3 separate regions of the Mus musculus genome follow, and all the other regions are linked to region 3. The links are chromatin contacts, called in public Micro-C and promoter capture Hi-C maps. All regions are on one chromosome and are shown on one strand. The core of a region is the stretch at or near the end of the contact, and the rest is flanking DNA. Distances in the headings are between cores, read along the strand shown. Region 1 holds the start of Rp9 (retinitis pigmentosa 9 (human)). Region 2 holds the start of Elavl3 (ELAV like RNA binding protein 3). Region 3 holds the start of Zfp810 (zinc finger protein 810).

Evidence for each region. Hi-C and Micro-C count contacts between places; a contact is called where the count stands out from the background. Capture Hi-C pulls out chosen DNA fragments and counts their contacts.
Region 1: a contact with region 3 is called in a promoter capture Hi-C map of liver. The contact joins the promoter of Rp9 here to the promoter of Zfp810 in region 3. A contact is called at or near these places in 2 of 39 promoter capture datasets (erythroid cells and liver), 7 of 484 Hi-C or Micro-C datasets (CD4 T cells, CD8 T cells, double positive thymocytes and 3 more) and 3 of 9 other capture datasets (adipose tissue, liver and pancreatic islet).
Region 2: a contact with region 3 is called in a Micro-C map of embryonic stem cells, with 2.4 times the contacts expected there. The contact joins the promoter of Elavl3 here to the promoter of Zfp810 in region 3. A contact is called at or near these places in 5 of 484 Hi-C or Micro-C datasets (B cells, CD4 T cells, embryonic stem cells and 1 more) and 1 of 9 other capture datasets (liver).

Annotation. Positions count from the first base shown.
Region 1 is chr9:22,466,422-22,469,959 of GRCm38.p6, forward strand. Rp9 (retinitis pigmentosa 9 (human)) reads right to left here and starts at 1,935. Exons shown (of 6, transcript NM_018739.2): 1 at 1,653-1,935. The coding sequence starts at 1,780.
Region 2 is chr9:22,050,030-22,053,528 of GRCm38.p6, forward strand. Elavl3 (ELAV like RNA binding protein 3) reads right to left here and starts at 1,994. Exons shown (of 7, transcript NM_010487.2): 1 at 1,561-1,994. The coding sequence starts at 1,569.
Region 3 is chr9:22,305,628-22,309,037 of GRCm38.p6, forward strand. It overlaps Zfp810 (zinc finger protein 810), which reads right to left and starts at 2,011. Exons shown (of 8, transcript NM_145612.2): 1 at 1,922-2,011.

The sequences.
Region 1 (3,538 bases), core at 685-3,184, 160 kb after region 3:
AAGAGTACTTGTTGCTCTGGCAGAGGGCCCAAGTTTGGGTCCCAGCACCCACATGGCTGCTCACAACTACAAGTCCAGTCCCAAGGGGTTCAATGAAGTCTTCTGGCTTCATCGGGCACCAGGCATGCAGGAGATGCAAGTACATACGTGCAGGCAAGATATTCATAATAAATAGATCTTTTAAAAAATGTTCAATTAGGGGCTGGAGAGATGGCTCAGAGGATAAGAGCACTGACTGCTCTTCCAGAGGTCCTGAGTTCAAATCCCAGCAACCACATGGTGGCTCACAACCATCCATAATGAAATCTGATGTCCTCTTCTGGTCTGTCTAAAGACAGCTACAGTGTACTCATGTACTTAAATAAATCTTTTTAAAAAATGTTCAATTTTTTTTTTTTTGGTTAGGATCAAATTTGCAACAATTTCTGAAATGGCCCTAAACATACTCCTACTATTATCGTATATTCTATGTACTTATGCATAGTGACAGTGGTGTGAAAGCTTCAACAATTATAAAATCAAAATATAAAATCATTCTGAAAAATGTTGAAGATGTTCTACATCCTTCATCATTCAAATATGCAGCCAAGATTAAATTGTGTAAAAATAAACAAGTAATCTATCTCATTAGTATTCAATTTTGCTTTTGTTTTTAATCAATGGTAAAACTGCATATATAAGAACTGCTTTAAACACATTTCCTTATGTCTTATTATCAGTAAGTGTTTGACTTGTATCCCCTATTTTACATACCCATACTCATGCAGTAGTGTGAAAATTTCCTAGGTGAAGGAGGTCACATGTAGAGAAATTTAATTTAAGAGGGCGCTCTAGTCTAAGGTGGGAGGCTCATGAGCCCTTCCTTGTCTTAGACACGAACAGGATGCCTGGGGTTGTGGGCATATAAGAGGGAAAACTCCATACTGAAACACCATCACTGAAAGAAGAAAATAACACACAAACAATGTGCCAGTGATGTGTCAAGCATAGATAAAATGATCAAAGGTGGCGGGCAGGTGAGGTAATATGCAGGCGCGCGCGCGCGCACACACACACACACACACACCACACACACACACACACACACACACACACACACGGAGACTTGTTTGCATAAGATACACACAGGGAAACTTGTCTTCAAACACACACACGAAATGTCTGCATAACAAACATCTTCTACAGTCTCCTACAATGTCCTGTCCTCACCACGCTCAGCGTCCCCAAACCTCTCCTCCCCGGTTCTGACTTTTACCTCGGTTTAGTTTGTGGACGGGAGGCCCGCCACCTTCCCTCACCTACATGCGACTCTACACTACAGTCGTCGCAGGTCATCGGGCTCCACCCTCAGGCCCGGCTGCGGGTCCGCTGCCTTCCCGCGCGTCTCCCGCAGTTTCCACCCTGAGCTTCCCGCCGATGCCGTCCGTGGTAGTGGACAGAGGCTGGCGTCCTTCGACCCCCAGGGGCTCCGAGCTCGGCTTCCGGACGCGTCAACTGCCATTGCCACGGTCGCCGTGGCGGGGACAGTGGCCGGCCTCCCTCCTCGCGTCCTTCCGCCGCCCTCGAGCAGAGGGAGCCGGGGGCTCGCCAGGCCGCGACGCCCACCCGTCGGCGGCGGCCCGCACCGCCCGCACCCGGCCCAGCCGACTCACAAGGACTCCAGGTGCTTGAGCTGCTGCAGCTGCTGCGCGTCGTGCCGCCGCCGTTTCTGCTCCCGCCGCCGCTGCAGCTCGTGCTCCGGCGGCTCCCGCGGCCGCCGAGACCCGGCCCCGGACGACATCGCGACCCGAGGCGGGCTTAGAAGGTGGAAAGTCGCCTCTTCCTCCCCGCAGCGCAACCCCACCAACGTCCCACCGGCCCGTGCCGCAGAACGCCGACAGGGAACGTGCAGCCAGGCCCCCGCGGCCCTGAGGCCTGCGGGAACCTTAGCTGAGAGGGGCGGGGCGGGCCGGGGCGGGGCGAAGGCGGGCGGGGCCCGAGGGCTTCCGGGTGCTCCAAGTCGCCTGCAGGCCACACCCACTTCTGCGACTCGTTGCTTTCTATTTTTTTTTTTTTTTTATATTATGAAGGTTTTAAGTATTTGTGGGTGGGCAAGGTGTCAAAGGTCTTTAATATCAGCACGCAGGAGGCAGAAACACTGACCTGTGAGTACGAGGTCAAGCTAGTAAAGTCAGAGACCTGGGGAGATCCTGTTACAAAGGAAAAAGAGAAAAGATTTTATTTCTACGTATATATTTGGGGTGGTGGTGCAGGGGTGGAGTTCGGTAGTTGCCCAGAATTCAGAAGAGGACGATGGCTCTCTAGAATTGGAACTGTGGGCTATATGAGCCACCCTATGCTGGGAACCGAACTCTGGTTCTCTGCAAAAGCAGTATGGCCTTCTAAACTAAAAGCCTTTTGGCTGCTACTTGTTACCTATGGATTCATCCATTCTGGGAAGAAAACAACGTTCTCTATAAAATCTTCAGTTTCCCAGACTATGCGAATTCGTAGTAAAAACACAGACCAATATATTCATAATATTTTATACCAAGATTTTTGGTGATGCAAATAAAAAATAAAAGCAGACACACAGTATCCTGCAGAGGAGCATCCTTTTTTAAAACTTGCTCTTCCTCCTTTGCTCCTATAAGCGGTGTCTCAGGCCGGAAGCTCCACTCGGAGCGTTCCAAGTTAGGTCTCTACACTTATCCAAAGGTAGCAAAGAGGAACGACCGAGAAAAAGAAAGAAAGGTATTAGGCTGGCATTTTGGTACTCAGCAGAGGCAGGCAGTTCTCTATGAGTTCAATCTGGTCTGTGCTGCTAAATCTTTTTTGTTTGCTTGTTTTATTTATTTATTATTATTATTATTATTATTATTATTATTATTATTATTATTATTATTTTGGTTTTTCGAGTCAGGGTGTAGCCCTGGTTGTCCTGGAACTCACTCTGTAGACCCGGCTGGCTTCGAACTCAGAAATCCGCCTGCCTCTTCCTCCCAAGTGCCTGGATTAAAGGTGTGCACCACCTGCTGCTAATTCTACCAGCCATAAGCAGAGCCTGACTCCCAGTGCGGGAGGGGCAACAAAAGGATACTAATCACTGTGGCCCACACTGAGAAAATAGAGATGAGTTTCACAGCCTATTTCCAGATAACTGGCACGAGGTTTTAGGATGTAAGGAGGGGAAGATTTGAGGCAGGGATCAGCTACCAACAATTAAATATTGGTCAAACCATGTTATGATTGGTTATTTCAATCATTGTCTTGCAAGGTAGTCACATATACCTCATTACTTGAGGGGACAATCTGTTTCCCATGAAGGTGACTGCTCCACTGTGATGGGGTGGGAACTGGGGACAGCTTCCTGGATGATCTCATTCAGAATGATCTGTTTGTGATGCTCTCACCGTTCCTGGACTCTAAAGCTGATGGTTGGGAAGGGGCCTTTTCCCAGGTCTGGAATAGGCCTCTGTAAAATCTGACAGTAAAATACCGTAGTTACTTTTTGTGCCTTAAATATTGGAGAGGGAGCAGATAGACTAGATAAATTCAG
Region 2 (3,499 bases), core at 744-3,243, 260 kb before region 3:
CCCCTCACTTCCTCCTGGTCTATCCTCAAGGCATCCCTTCTTGAGTGTCCCCACCACCACCAGTGGTAATTCCAGGCCTCCAAGGGTCTCCAGGCCCTGCTGTAACCTCTGACCACACCCTCTTCTCTTTTCAAACAGAACAACAGATGAGGGAAGTCTTGGAGGTATATTGTAGGGTTTCTGAGAGTCTCCAGGAGGCTACATTCCTGTTCTCAGACCTGGATGAGCACCTTGAGGCCCAGAGATGGTAAGAAAATAGCCTGAGGTCACACAGCAAGCTGAGCCCTTGGGAAGGCATGGGGAGGAGGTGGTTCTTTCTTAAAGCCAGGTGGCCTAGTGCCAGGGCCCAGGAGAGAGGAGACTCAAGATGGACTACTGAGCTTCCCGACCCCCACCGTGCACACCACGACTCGAAAAGGAGGCCGGGAACAACACTTGGTGTTCAGAGACACACAGGAAGAGATCTCCAAAGAGCGGAAAAGGTAGGCTGGGCGCGGGGACCAGACAAAGGACGCTTGGCGGCGCGGGGAGCTAGTCGCTCAGGGAGGCGGGGGTGGAGCCAGGGTGCGGTGAGCACTGGCCAGCCCCGCCCCGGGACACGCCCGGGCTGCGGGGTGGAGGTCCTAGGGCTCGCTTGAGGCCAGGTCCAGGGGGCCTAGGGGCGGGGCCTGGATGGGCGTGGCACGACAGGGCGTGGCATGTCGGGCGGGGCCGTGAGTTCGGGAGCTGACCAGCTCCGAGGCTGCTGAAAGCAACCGTGCGCCGGCCAGGCGGCCCGATTTGCGGGCGCGTTCAAGGTCACCCTGCGGCCCGGAGCCCTGACCGGGGAGGGCGCGTGCAGCAGGCCCTATGGAGTACTGCTGCAGCCCCGGACGCCCTCACCCGGAGGCAGCGGCCGGGGAACGGGGAGCCCCCCTCCCGCACTACCCCCCCCCCCGCAGCCCCAAGGCCCCGCGCGAGGCTACGGCCCGGCGGAGAAACAAAGGGATCACGGCGGCCGCCGCGAGGCCTCAGGGCGCCCCCTCCTCTTCCCCTCCCCGCTTGCCGCAAGGTCGACGGGGTTCGAGGACGAAGATGCCCGCCTTTCGGGTGCGGCTCGGGCTTAGAGCAGCGCGATCCGACGCCACCCGCCTCTCCATCTCCCCTCCCCCCCAAAAAGCTCTCAGAGAAGGCCGAGTGGCATTACCCGGACCAACAGTGGGAGATCGTGGCCCTTGTCCTCCTGGGCGGCCTGCGGGTCTGGGCCTGGGATGCTGGAAGCATCCTCCGCCGCCGCGGCCCCTCCCCCACAGCCTTCCAGTGAGGAGCCACAAGGACCACCGGGTGGCTGAGGGCACCCTGTACACAGCCTGGCTTTCCAAAGCCTCTCGAACCAGGCTCCACTCCCCAAAACTCCGGATGCAGCTCTGGCCACTCTCAGGCCCGAGGCGCGGTACTACCCCCCCCCCTCCCCTAGGCCTAGCTAGGCCTGGTCCTACCCCCCCACTCCCCGCGTTTCCGTGGAGCCAGCCTCCGCCCCTCCCTCCCGTGTTCGTCTCGCGGCGACAAGGGAGTACCTACAGTGACCATTCTTGTGTGCCCGGCGGGCGCGGTCCGTATCGAGGGCGGCTCCGGGGGTCGTGCACTCCTAGGGGGGCGCCTGGTGCTCACGCCGGGGTCCCGCCCGGGCGTCTGCGTCTGCGGCCGCTGCAGAGGAGGAGATGGAGGCGGCGGCGCCTTCGAAGGCCGGGAACTGACCCGAGCCTGGGGATGCGCGCTTCGACGGCCAGACCCCCAGCGGCAGGTGGATGGAGGGAGCGGGCACGCAGTGGAGGGTGCCCGGAGCGCGGCCCCGCCGGGCCTGAAGAAGTCGCTCTTTCTGTGACTGAGATCTCGGCAGCTCTGCCTTCTGCGGCGGGCCCTCAGTTCGGCCTGTCCCGTGCCGGGTGATGGGTCCTCTCCTCTCGCCCGCCCTCCCTCCCTCCCACCGGCCCGCGCTGCGCGCTCCGCGCTCTGGGTCGCACTGCCGCCGCCCCCAGCCCTTTATAGAGGCAGCTGCCAGCGCCGGCGTCGCTCATTGGCTGAGACGGTGGGTCTCCGCCTCCTCCCGGCTCCCGACGGCGCGGCAGGTGGAAGCGAGTGCGGGCCTAGACTCTGCGTGCCAAAAGAGAATAGGATGAGGCATCAGATCTTGGCTCTTTCTTGCCTGCGGACTCTGACTCTAGTCTTGACACCACTCTCGAGTATTACTTTAGCTTTGCCGACAAATTGGGTTCCCCTCTTCAGTCCAGCATCTAACTCTGAAGGGGTAAAAAACAGCCTTTGGTGACCCAAACACAACCAGGGGTGCATGGGTGATGTCTGGGAGGGCTGGGAAAGGGCAAACACTCAGACCCAGACCCGTTCTGCTAGATCCGAAGTGAACAGTTTTTGTTTCCACATGGCCTCTGGTGATATTAGAATACTAGGTGTGGTGAGCCAGGAAGGTAGTTTGAGTCTAGCATGGGCTACACAGCACTTTATGCTGATCTGGGCTACATAGCAAACTTCAGGCTGTTGCGTGCTGCTTAGGAGACCCTGGGTTTTTTTTTTTTTAATTAAAGAACAAAGAAAAGAAAATCTAAACAAACAAACAACAACAACAACAAAAAAACCCAAACCAAACCAACCAACCAACCAAACATAAAACAAAAGTAAGGTGAGCACGATGTAAGGCTAACTTTAGAAGATAGTCAGAGTGATCAAGAGTTCAAAGCCAGCCTGGGTTACATAAGACCGGTTCTCAAAAATAAATAAAATAAAATAAAACAAAACAGAAGGCTGCAGGAAGCTGGAAAGATAGCTCAGCAAGAAAAGGTTCTTGCCATACAGGCCTGGAAATCTGATGTTTGTTTGTTTGTTTTTTGAGACAGGGTTCCTCGGTGTAGCACTGACTGTCCTGGAACGTCCTTGATAGGTCAGAGTGGCCTCCAGCTCAGGTATCCATCTGCCTCTCCCAGGTGTTGGAATGAAAGATATTTGCCACCATGCTAGGTAGCGACCTGAAGTGTGATCCCCTGAACCCATGTAAAGAAAGAAAGAGAGAATCAACTCTACATGGTACACACACACACACACACACACACACACACACACACACACACACGCACATGCACACACACTAATAGTAATAAATTAAAAAAAAATGGGTTGAGGATTGGTTCAGTTACTAGCCCATGAAACCCCAGATCCGATCCCTAGCACCACATAAACAAGCCTGGAATCACAACACTGGGGGTGCTGAGGCAAAAGGGTCAGAATCTTAAAGTCAGGGTCAGTTATGTAGTGAATTCCAGGCCAGCCTAGGCTACATAGACCTTGTAGCAAAATGAACAAAAAACAAAGAAGAACAGCAACAGAAAAAAGAAAGAAAGGAAAAGTGGTGGCGAGGGAAATGATTGAGCGTTTAGGGTGGTCTTTATCATCCTTGGAAGGACACACATTGTGTTGGTTTTAAGTGTGCCAAGTACTCTAGACCTCA
Region 3 (3,410 bases), core at 761-3,260:
TTTTTTTTTTTTTTTTTTTTTTTTTTTTTTTTTTTTTTTTTTTTTTTGAGACAGGGTTTCTCTGTGCAGTCCTGGCTGTCCTGGAACTCACTCTGTAGACCAGGCTGGCCTCGAACTCAGAAATCCGCCTGCCTCTGCCTCCCAAGTGCTGGGATTAAAGGCGTGCGCCACCACGCCCGGCTGGTTACCTGATTTTTAATGGAGGTGTTGTAATACAGAAGTAAGACTGCATTGGCAACTTTACAGCTTTATTCTAGTTGAGCTTCAGCTGACAAGACTTCGTCAGACTCCAGAGGAAGGGGTCCTGCAGAGGGGGGGGGGGGGCTTCCTTTCTCTTCCCATTTGCCTTAAGGTTTCTCCTTTCTATCCGGTCTGTCTTTGCCTTCACTCTTCACATCTCCTCAAACCTGAGTCCTCCCTCAGAGCTGATCTTCAGGATCAGATCTCTTTTCAGTTGTCCCATCCTCAAATCCCTTTCCATCAACTCTTTCTCAGATTGAGGCATCCTCTCCCTCAGACCCTTACTTCCTCCCTCAGGCCCTGGCCTCCTCCCTCAGGCTCTGGCCTCCTCCCTCAGATTGTCACCTCCTCTCTCAGGTCCTGGTTTCCACCCTCAGGCCCTCACCTCCTCCCTCAGGCCCTTATTTCCTCCATCACACCCTGCCTTCCTCCATCACACCCTTTCTCAGGCCTACATCCCTCCTACAGACTCCTCAGTTCTTCATTCATCCTCTGAGACTATAGGGGTATTGGCAAACACTGTCTCTCCCATCCCTTTGGGAGTCTCCTTGAGTCTAGTAGACACCAACTTCTGAGTTCTATGACTACCCTGGCTGACCAGTGACAGGCACTGAGGAAGTCATTCATACTTAGAACCATTCCCTGGCCTCAACTTACCATTCAGTAAAGTGTCCAGAGAGCCTCTATCCCATCTCTACTTAGGGTTGAGAGTCGCAGCAAGGAGAGCTATTGGCTCTAGGCTTCATAGAACAGCCAACAGAGAAATGCAAACAGAGGTGGGGAAAGAAAGACGGCCAGGGAAGCAGAGTGCTGGTTCATGTGCTCAGGGAGATCCATCCCTCCCCTCCGCCTGCCAGGCGGCTTTCTGCTTCAAGAGATGCTTGTTGTCACCTCTGCAGAGGTGAGGGGTTTACCTTTCTCTACTTTCTCGGTCCCTAGGTCTTCAATTCTTTTTTTGCCTCTGGGAAGAAACCTGGACACCTAGATTCTCAGCCCAAGGCATTGACATTCCTGTTCTGTGGGGGCTGGGCTGGCGACAGAGCCACTTCCCTAGTATGCATTTCCTAGGCTCCATCACAGAGAACGTAAGGTATTCAGAGAATAGGTAGGTACTCAGATTCCAACCCATGCCCTAGAGAACGGGACCCAAGAAAATACATGCCCTGAGGGGAAAAGGTGAGAAATCAAGGGACTAGCGTCTAAAATCAGTACAGTTAAAAACTAAATACTAAAATCAGTACAGTTAAGAACACCCTTCAGTGCGATCCTGAAATTCAGAAACAAGCCACAGAGCAAGGGGCATACAGGGCTGAAGGTGATGGGGCTGGGTCGTGCAGAGTCGCGGGGCCAGGAAAATCCTGGGGCAACCCTTCACTGGGGCCAGGTAACCTGGGGGGTCGGTTGCTGGCACTGTCCAGCTGACACAAGTCCTTTCAGAACAGCTGGTTGCAAGAATGTGCCGCAAGCCCCAAACCCCGCGGGGGACTTCGGTCCAAGGACCGTGACCTGCGCTCCAGTATCCCAGCCAGGGAGAGCACAGCGGCGGGACTCGAGTCCCCACGCGAGGACCAGGGACGCGACAGGACACTCGGGGGGCCCAGCCCCCACCCCACAGCTGGGGTGCGGAGGGCTCGGGCTTCGGACTCTGCAGCCGCCGGCTCCGCGGGGACGCCGCGCTCACCATGGCGGAGTCGAGACACCCCGCGTCCTCGCTGCGCGGCGCAGACCCGTGCCGGTACCGACAGAGTCCCCCGAACCTGGGACACCGGCTCCAGATCCCAAGATGGTGGTATGCTGTCACGTCAGAGACAAAGGCCGGACCGCCAAAGCCCGCCCCCTTCCCTTTGTCTATGCGCCCGATTGCGCGTTTCTCACCCCGGCGCCTTCGATTGGACAGGGTTTCAGTTCTCATCCGGCTCAGACCTGACTGACAGAAGCTGGCACCAATCCATGAGTGCATAAAGCAAGCCAACTTTATTCCCACCGTTTAAAAATGACAACTTCTCGCTCCGCAGGTATCCTGAGGTATGGCATCCTGTGCAAGAGCCCACCGCCACCTGAACGCTTGCATTTAGCCTTGTACAAAGGGCGGAGATATCGTCCTAGGGTCTGGATCGAGTTCAATCTCCTTTGCCAATTAAAGAAGTGAGACAGGACCAGCACCGCAGGTAGCAACAGGAAAATAATCTGGCCCGACAGTGGTGGCGCACGCCTTTAATCCCAGCACTTGGGAGGCAGAGGCAGGTGGATTTCTGAGTTCGAGGCCAGCCTGGTCTACAGAGTGAGTTCCAGGACAGCCAGGGCTACACAGAGAAACCCTGTCTCAAAAAACCAAACCAAACCAACAAACAAAAAATAAAAAATAGGGCTGGTGAGATGGCTCAGTGGGTAAGAGCACCCGACTGCTCTTCCGAAGGTCCAGAGTTCAAATCCCAGCAACCACATGGTGGCTCACAACCATCCGTAACGAGATCTGACTCCCTCTTCTGGAGTGTCTGAAGACAGCTACAGTGTACTTACATATAATAAATAAATCTTTTAAAAAAAAAAAAATAAATAAATAAATAAATAAATAAAAACCTCAGACACAGTAGGTAGCAGCAACAGGTATCAAATTTTAATAAAAGTTAAAAAGCACCGCCGGGTGGTGGCGGCGCATGTCTTTAATCCTATCACTCAGGAGGCAGAGGCAGGCAGATTTCTCAGTTCGAGGCCAGCTTGGCCTATAGAGTGTTCCAAGAACCAGGGATACACAGAGAGATCCTGTCTCTAAAAAACAAACAAACAAAGCACACAAACATAGCCAGGCACATCCAGACCGAAGCAGAAAAAGGACAACACTTTTTCCCCTTGGGTTTTGAAATATTTTGGAGGCTAACCATGAGTCCCCCTTTCCCTAGTTTAGGATTGGTCAGTTACAAAGAAGAGTATCTGATAGGCCCATAGCTATAGGTAAACAAATCCCTGTCTGGCCTTGAGCATCCAGAAATGGGTCATTGCAGCCAGAGTAGAGGTGGGGGGAGTGGGGGATGGGGTGAGGAAAAAGCCAGAAATTTGCCATTTTTGTTCTTTAAGGTCCCCTTTTCTGTCTGTCTGCCTGTCAGAGATGTGTCTAGTTCCTGATCCCTTGGTTATATCATCTTATGAGTTATTTTTAGGTATATCTTACA